Regions from separate parts of the Gossypium arboreum genome. Here region 2 is linked to region 1. The links are chromatin contacts, called in public Hi-C maps. All regions are on one chromosome and are shown on one strand. Each heading gives the region's core, a stretch centred on a gene start, on an enhancer-like site or on the middle of the called end of the contact. The rest is flanking DNA. Distances are from core to core; before and after follow the strand shown.

Region 1 (4,402 bases), core at 1,183-3,682:
CTTTTACACAACCCCAAATTCGCCTTCACTATTGGGATTTGAGAGATAAGCCTTGAAATTGACCCCAACCCAAAAATTAAGTGTAATTATTTGCCATGTTATTTCTCTTGGCAATTGCAGAGTTAGAAGGTCGGTAATGGCCTTAATTCGCTTTAAATTGAAATTTTTTTCAACTCTTTATAATTTATAAAATTTTAAATTAATAATAGTAAATTTACATTTTGACTCTCCAAAATAAAAAAAATATAATTTAATTCTTTAAAAATTATAAAGATATAGATTATTAAAATAATAAAATTATATTTTTATTATCGTAAAAATATACAATTTAATTCCAATCCTCCCTAAAAAATTTTTTGACTACGCCACTATCTCTTAATTGAAAAATATATTTTAGCTTTGTTACAGATGGGGATAAAAGTTGTTAGTGTTTTTACTCTATCTAGTGATACTAGTTTCTTTCAGAAACCTTGGAAAATAAAATATTTTGTTGATTTGAGTGTGGATATGCAAATGTCTCCTTCTAAAATAAAAGAAATTATATAGACTTAAAGGTGTAAAAACCCTCAAATTTTAAAAATAAAAATTAAGTCTCTACTTTTGTTTTTTTATTTACTTAGGTACTTGAACTTTCACAATGCATCAAAAAGACCTTCAAACTTTTTAAAAAAAATAGTAGTTAAGCCTATGGTTTTTTTACACTCAATTGGGTACTTGAACTTTTAAAATGCATAAAAGGCACTAAAACTTTTTCAAAAAAGTAATTAAACCCATGTTTTTTTTTGCACTAAATTAGATACTTAAATCGCCTCTAATTTTTTTCAATTAAAGTCATAATGTGTCACAACCATAGTGTGACATGTGGCAAAAATGATAAAAATAAAAATCAATAAAAGTTATAAAATGATTAAATTTAATAAAAAATATTTAAAATTAAAATTAGAAAAAATTATAAAAAATTGTAAAATTTTATAAAATCATAAAAATTATAAAATATATAGAAATATAGAAAAAATATATAAAATTTTGTAAAATCGTAAAAAATTATAAAAAAGTAAAGAAATTTAAAATTTGTAAAAAATATAAAATTATCGTACTAAAAGAAGCATTTTATAATTTTTCTATAACTTTATTGATTTTTAATTTTATCATTTTTGTCATATGTCACATTGTGTTGCTACATATGATGACTTCAACTGGAAAAAAACTGGGGGTCATTCACTTTAATGGTCAACAGTTAAAGTTAATGGTTAAAGACCCTTTTTGATGCATTTTATAATTTTTTTATGATTTTTATAAAATTTTACAATTTTTTCTAATTTGTAAATATTTTTGTTAAAATTTAATAATTTGTATAAGTTCTATTGATTTTTATTTTTTTATATTTTTTTGCCACATGTCACGCAGATAGTTGTGACACAAGATGACATTAACTGAAAAAAATGAGGGACAGCTATTCTTTAATGATCAATTGTTAAAGTTAATGGACGAATGACATTTTTTTGTTGAATTTTATTTATATTTGAATAAAAATTTTAATTAGGAAGGAGATAAACTTGATTGACAATTTTTTTAGCTTTAAAATAAAAAGGTGGGTGTCTTGGAAAATTTAAATTTAAATTTAGAAGAAAATTAAGAAAAGAAACGAAAAACAAATTAAAAATGAAATTGATAAATTTAAATTTATAAGAAAAATAGTCTATTGAATCTTAGTTTGATTAGCATAGGCATTGTTGCTAATGCAGGAGGATGAGTCTGAGTACGCTAAAGTGCATTGTTCTTCTATTTATGGATTGGAGATGAGTTATGAGTAATTTTAGGCATAGTATAAAAAAATAGTTTATATGAAATTTTTGTCATTACCCTTTAACGTTTTGGCCACTCAGCTTCAAAAAGTTACAAAATGGTCACTAAATTATTCAAAAATTTTCATTTTAAGTTATTGAACTATTCAAAATTTTTTATTTAAGTAACTGGGCTGATAAGTTTCTTTTTTTAAAAAAAATTTGGGTAGCAAGCTCTAAACGACAATTTGATGATTGGTATAGTGGATTGACACTCATCGACGAGTAGAACATACTTTAGATTCAAGTTAATTCGATGATCAGTGTCGGAGATTGGATAATACAGCTGTTTAGATTTTGGTTTGCAGATTCGTAACTTTCAAATTTGTTTTATGAAAAAAATTGAGCTAGAGAAGAGAAAGGGAATAGGAGTTTTTGATTAATGTAAGTCGTGTGAGCAGAAAAAGCCATGCAACAATGATTTTAATAGTCTAATGACTTAAATAAAACTTTTGGATAATTCAATGACTATTTTGTATCCTTTTAAAGTTAAATAACTAAAACATAAATTTACTAATAATTTAATGATTTTGAGGTAATTTTTCATAGTTTTTAATGCATCGGATGTTACCAAAACCGTTTGGAGAGCAATTTTTTTTTTTTTTGGATTTGGGGGCTTGCTATTGGTCCAAAATAACGACTTCTTAATCCAAAACAATTGGAGACAAAGCGCAGAGCCAAATGGCACAGCCATTATCACAGATCAGCTGAAAGTGAAAACTATTACTGAAAAGCTCCTAACTGTCGTTCGCCGTCGCGCACAACCTCCTCAACCACCGCAGCTTCCGTCGGCCAATGACTTCGTCTCTAGGCACCACCGCCTCTTCTCGAATCTTAGCATCTTCCTCCCCCGGAGTTCGACTTTCTCTCCATCCCCCCACCTCTTTTTCTCTCCTTTCTTTCTCTTCCTCTTTTAAGCCCTTCGCTTTCTCTCCATCTTCTCATTTCTCTTCCCACCAGGTTAATTCCTCCTTTCACATTTCCTAGTTCTTTCTTTCTTTTTATTTTTTTTATTTTTTATATAAATGTTCTTATTCTTTTTAGTTAATTTTGTTTTTTGTTCATAAAATAGAGGAGATCGGCAGTTAATGTGTCGAGTAGCAGAGGATTCGGCACAGTTGCAAGTCCGAAATGTGCAGCTTCGAATCCTGATCAGTTGAAGAGTGCTAGAGAAGATCTCAAGCAACTTCTCAACTCTCAGTTCTGCCATCCTATTCTGGTATTAATGTCTTAATTCTTGTTCTTTCTTTCTTGGGAATAATGTCGCTATGCTCTTTGAGTTTTTAGCATAGAAGAAAGATTTCTCGGTATATTGCGAATAAATGTTTGAATTTAATGAATTTTATTTCATATTTGAAGAAATGAAGTACTTATTAGTAGTTTAGGTAGAGCATTAAGGGTGGTTTCAGTTTAAGCAGCATTAATAATATGTAGAGTGAAAGGATGAAAAGAGAAAGGTGGAGAAGTTAAAAAAAAAAAAAAAGAATTTTGAGTATGTTAGGTAGAAAAGTAAAGCCATGAGCAAGAAAACATGAGGGTGATTATTTTTCACTCTAATACATAGAAACAAATAATTTCAAATTCCAATGCCAAGAGGAGAGAAAAACTGAGAGTCAGTGAGTGTGCATATTTACAAGATCATTCATCATTTTCTTTTAAAACATGTATATTGTGCTTAGTTTTAGCCGAGGATAAACGATGTTTATTTTCATATACTTGAAATTTGATTTTATAAACTTCAGGTTCGCCTAGGATGGCATGATGCTGGTACCTACAACAAGAACATTGAGGAATGGCCACAAAGGGGTGGAGCGAATGGAAGTCTTAGGTTTGAAGTAGAGCTAAAACATGCCGCCAATGCTGGTAACATGTTCTTTGTCTACTTATACAATGTAATTAGTTAGTTGGTAATTGGTAGCACTGTTGTCTCATTATCTTTTGTTTCAGGCCTAGTGAATGCATTGAGTCTTATTCAGCCTATCAAGGACAAGTACTCTGATGTAACTTTTGCTGATTTGTTCCAGTTGGCTAGTGCTACTGCTATTGAGGTCTTGCTTGCTGTTACTCTTGAATGTATATCTTTTTGATTGATTTTGTAGTTGTACTAAGAATCGACATGTAATTCAGGAGGCTGGAGGACCCAAAATTCCCATGAAATATGGAAGGGTGGATGTCTCCGGTCCTAATGAGTGTCCTGAGGAGGGCAGGCTACCTGGCAAGTGAACCTTATAATGGTGCATGATTGTTCATGTCAATTTAAATTGTGGGGAGATTCCTAAATTAAGAAATGTAACTGGAAACTTGAGGCATACAATCCATTGGCAAGCTGGGCTGCTAACTGGCTTGAATGATTGGACAATGAATTGAACGTGTCTTGTTTTAGTCCATTTAATTCTGAATTTCTGGGAAGTTTACTGCACTGTTGTGAAGTGGTTATGGTTAACAGATTATTTATCTGTATCTGGAAAAGGAAGAGATATAACTATATGCTCCCTAATCTGCAGCATATAGCAGCAAATACCTGAAATGACATTATTATAGATTAATAAGAATATGGG
Region 2 (4,402 bases), core at 701-3,200, 62 kb after region 1:
CATAACAAAAATAGTTAGTTGAGAGACGGTATAATCGCTAATGACGTTGATGTGGTTGACGATAACCGTCAATAGATGATATGCAGCATGCTATATCGAGAAATTTTTAAAATAAAAATTAAAAAGCTTAGTCATTTGAATATGAACAATCATTTGTCTAGATTTAATGAAATTACCGTTAAAAATTTAACGGAATGATATGAAATATTTTTAATAAGATATAATTTATTATTTTACATGTGAAAAATAATAAAATAAATAAATTATACATGATTAATAAATCATCTAAAAATATTTCAAAATTAATTCATACGTTTATTTACTGAGAGGATTCAAAAGATAATTAATAAATCAAACCGAAAATACTAAAGGTGTGCATTCATTTTGAAATTTTCTTTAAATAATTATGTTTATTTTCTTTAAATTAAGAGCTATTTTTTAAAATTGTGAATTATTTATTTATTTTCCACACGTAATTATTTTATTTGGTTATCTAAGTAATAAATTACATCTCATTAAAAATATTCCACATATGAAATTCCACATCATCCGTTAACTTTTTTAACAGTACTTTCATCAAATCTATTTAAAAAAGGAATTTGAAAAAAAGAAAGAATAAAGGTTGATGGCAAAAAAAAAAAGGCTCAAAAATACAATTAGGACAATTTTGATAAAACATATAAACGTTAGTGGCCAAATTTGTCATTAAGCCTTATTTTTATCACTAACTAACTAACAAAAAATAAAATTATAAAGAAAGTAGCATAAATAGACAAAGAGTAAAGAACAAAGAAAATAAAGAGCAAAAGAGAGCGTATCTTATTAATCAATAAGAATATTTATAAAGCTTCTCCAAAGTCTCTATTTGTAGACATAAGAAATACAAATATACTTATAATAACTATTAGAATTTAAAGTACATCAAAACTTATGTTAATGTTAATGGACATCCACTTAATAAAATATTCATATCATAAAGAAATTTGAAATCACTTGAAAGCAACTTAAAAATAATAATAATATTTGTTGACAATCTCATTATAGGTTAGGACTATATCTGACTATTTTTTAAACAATGCCTAAAATTATTCATAACCCCTTCTCAAACTTATAAATAGGAGATAATGAGTTTCAACACACTTAAATCTGTATCCTTCTACATTCACAACAATATCCATACCAATAGAGTTAAAATTGAATAGTATTTTTACAATAAATTCATATTTAAATTTCCATGATTCAAACAATGCTCAATTTTTCTTTTTCTTTTTTTGAATGTCTAAATTTTTTCTCTCTATTCATAAGCTTCATACGAGGGAGAAGAAATACATTGGAAGGAGCCCAAAAAAAAGAAAAGAAGACCTGAGATACCCCGAGCCCAGAGCCCATCTCCTTACAGCCAATCACTACCAAATTTCATCTTAACCGAGGTAATATAGTCGGTTGCATTAAATAAATCATAAAATATTTGCCTGGTTAAAGCATCTTAATGCTCTGAACAGAAATAGAGTTGAACGCAAAGTAGCATTAATTGAAACATTTAACACTGTTACAAGTTCAAAGAGCAGAGCATGGCATCCTCTGCTCAGTTCTTTACATCGCCAAAAGTTGAAAACCTTTGCCCTTTCCACCACCCTAACTATGATCAAAATCACCAGAGCACATGCATTGCCAATTCTCTCAATAATCAGTGCTCAACCCAGTTGGGGATAAATAAACCACAGATATAAAGCCTCTTTCCTTTTCAGCCATGCTCGTTGAGGTACCTTTCAGCAATGGTGGCATGAACCGCAGCACCAATGGGAAGAACATCTTCGTCGATCATGAAATACGGCGAGTGACCGGTGTGTGTCGATCCCAAGGTCTCGTTTCTTACGCCGATGTAGTAGAAAGCTGCCGGAACTACCTGGGAGTAAAAGGAGAAGTCCTCCGCACCCATCATTGGAGGGACCACCCTGAAATTTGGTGGTCCTAGCAAATCAGTGGCCACTTTCTTTACGTGCTCGTACATACGGTCGTCATTCACTGTTGGGGGATAGATTGTTGATTCTTTTTCAAAGAAATCGACCGTCGCCCAACATCGGAAAACATTGGCCTGTTCGACGATTACCTGTGTGTGTTTCCATGTCGAAGAATGTTAGAATTGTGAAAATAAGGACTCCAAATCTAAAAGTGAAAACTGCGACGAACCTCTTCGATTCTTTGGAGAAGATTGTAAAAATTGGCGTTGGAGAAAGCCCTGAAAGTACCTCCTATGACCACCGTTTCAGGGATCATGTCAAGATTATTGCCTCCATTGAAAGAAGTGACCGAGACGACCTGCATGCATTTGCATTACAAGATTTAAACAAGTTTAAAAAAATTTCCCCATGTTTTGGAAGTTGGAGAAATTTATAAAACAAAACTCAGACCTGGGAATCTAATGGATTTGATTCACGAGAAACAATTCCCTGTAAACTAATTACGGCAGCTGATGCAGCCAAGATTGGGTCGACGGAGTGATGGGGGCTGCCGGCAAGGCCTTTTCTTCCACTGATAACAGCTCGAAAGAAGCCGCAGCCGGCAAGAAGAGGACCAGGCCTTGAGCCGATAATACCCGTGGGGTGTTCGTGGGATACATGGACTGCAAAAATGGCCTCTACGTTTTCCAATGCCCCATCTCCGATCATCCGCTTAGCACCATTTCCGGCTTCCTCTGCCGGCTGAAAGATCACTATCACAGTTCCCTAGACACCCAAAGTATATTTAATTAAACATATTACTTAAAAGGAATAATACGAACAAATACGGTAGAAAATAGAAATACTATGATAGAAATATTAGAATTTTGGTCATTATTAGTAGTAAATTACACTAATAAATTTTTTCACCCAATTATAAAAAATTATAAAATAGTTTTTTAATTATTTATTTTTGCCTTTTTATCACTCAATAATCTTTGAATTTTGGATTTTTCAAATTTATGTTAACCAGCTGATAATGGAAAAAACAAACATTGAATAGTTGAATTATCTTTTGTAATATTTTATTATTGTTATTAATAATTAAGTAATTATTTTTATAATTTTTAATAATTAAGTGAATAAAACAATTTATTTGAGAAATAATAATAACAAAAACAAATAGCAAGCATGCGTAAAGTAAAAATTGAAAATAAAATAAAACCTGCTAGTGTTGTATAAATAAATTATCCCATTTTGTCTTCTTCTTAAAGCTTCCCACGACCAAACAAATTGTTCATAGAAAATGCAGATATTTTTTTAATGTAACAATAGTTAAATATTGATTGATTTTTATAATATTAAATGTTGGTTTGATTGATAAAAAACCAAATTAACCACACGTGGTTAGATGGAAGGAAAAGAGAAAACATAAAATAATGATTTTATACAAATGAGGACAAAGATTGGACATTATTGAGCAAGCAACTTAGGTTTATGTCACAGTCTGGAGACATAATATATGAATATCCATCCAGCTGTATGTATTTGGACTGTATCCGTATTCAATACGAATATATACACAGCCATGAATCCAGAGAAAGAATATATCTTATTGATATACTGTCTTTTTCAACAAGCTTTAACTATGACTTGCAGGAATTTCTATCAACATGTACAACAAAACATTAGGGAAAATTTTATTCTTCTTCCACACAACTTTATGTCCTTGATCAAGATTCCTTCCCATGTATAAAGGTAGGCATAGGATGGAAAGTAAGTTATCATGCTTTAATTAAAAACATATTTCTTTAAGCTAATATTTGATGCATTGTAGGGTTTATAATTTTATCTACTCAATAAACTAAAAATAACATGATATCTTCTTTTTTTTTAAAAAAAAATTTAATCTACTTAATTTTATTTTAGATCTTATTAAGAATTTTATTTTGAATGATACGTTATTATTTAATAGGTTGTAAAGTGATAACTATAAGAATATATGCTTGCCAACAATCTCTTGGCTTAGCAATAAGAGTATTTGTGTTGTGACATGAGAGCTGGGGTTCAATCCCTAACAACCTCACCCCTAATCCTAATTATAATTTATATATATATATATATATATATATATAAAAAGAATATATGGTTAAACAATTTGAAAACAAAGATTATTTATTTGACCCTCCAATTTTATAGAAAAATATATTTTAGTTTTTATTTAATTTTTATCTCTTTTAACCCTTAAACATGCATTGTTTGTCAAATCAACCCCAAAATGCACCAAAAAATTAATGTTTGTTAACTTTACTGATGTGGCATCCATGTGCCTACCATTTAAAAATAATTTTATACTTTTCAATAATGTTAATAATTTCTTAATGTTTTTAATATTTTTAAAATTTTAAATATTAAAAATTGATTAATTACTAACATAATATTTACGTGACAATTTATGTGTA

What was found. Hi-C and Micro-C count contacts between places; a contact is called where the count stands out from the background.
Region 2: a Hi-C map of leaf shows a contact between it and region 1, with 4 times the contacts expected there. The contact joins the enhancer-like site here to the promoter of LOC108484599 in region 1. A contact is called at or near these places in 3 of 5 Hi-C or Micro-C datasets (all in leaf).

The regions. Positions count from the first base shown.
Region 1 is chr6:135,566,904-135,571,305 of ASM2569848v2, forward strand. It overlaps LOC108484599 (probable L-ascorbate peroxidase 6, chloroplastic/mitochondrial), which reads left to right and starts at 2,433. Exons shown (of 12, transcript XM_017788447.2): 1 at 2,433-2,804; 2 at 2,917-3,063; 3 at 3,587-3,707; 4 at 3,792-3,892; 5 at 3,972-4,059. The coding sequence starts at 2,640.
Region 2 is chr6:135,628,926-135,633,327 of ASM2569848v2, forward strand. LOC108484463 (IAA-amino acid hydrolase ILR1-like 6) reads right to left here. Exons shown (of 5, transcript XM_017788254.2): 3 at 2,412-2,726; 4 at 2,191-2,319; 5 at 1,415-2,110. The coding sequence ends at 1,745. Among protein-coding and RNA genes, the nearest start is that of LOC108484463, 4.7 kb to the right of the region's middle. Within about 2 kb of position 1,951, at least 2 of the 2 cell types and tissues checked have an H3K27ac peak or open chromatin away from gene starts, as enhancers often do. A contact at or near this core is called in leaf, where this site is marked.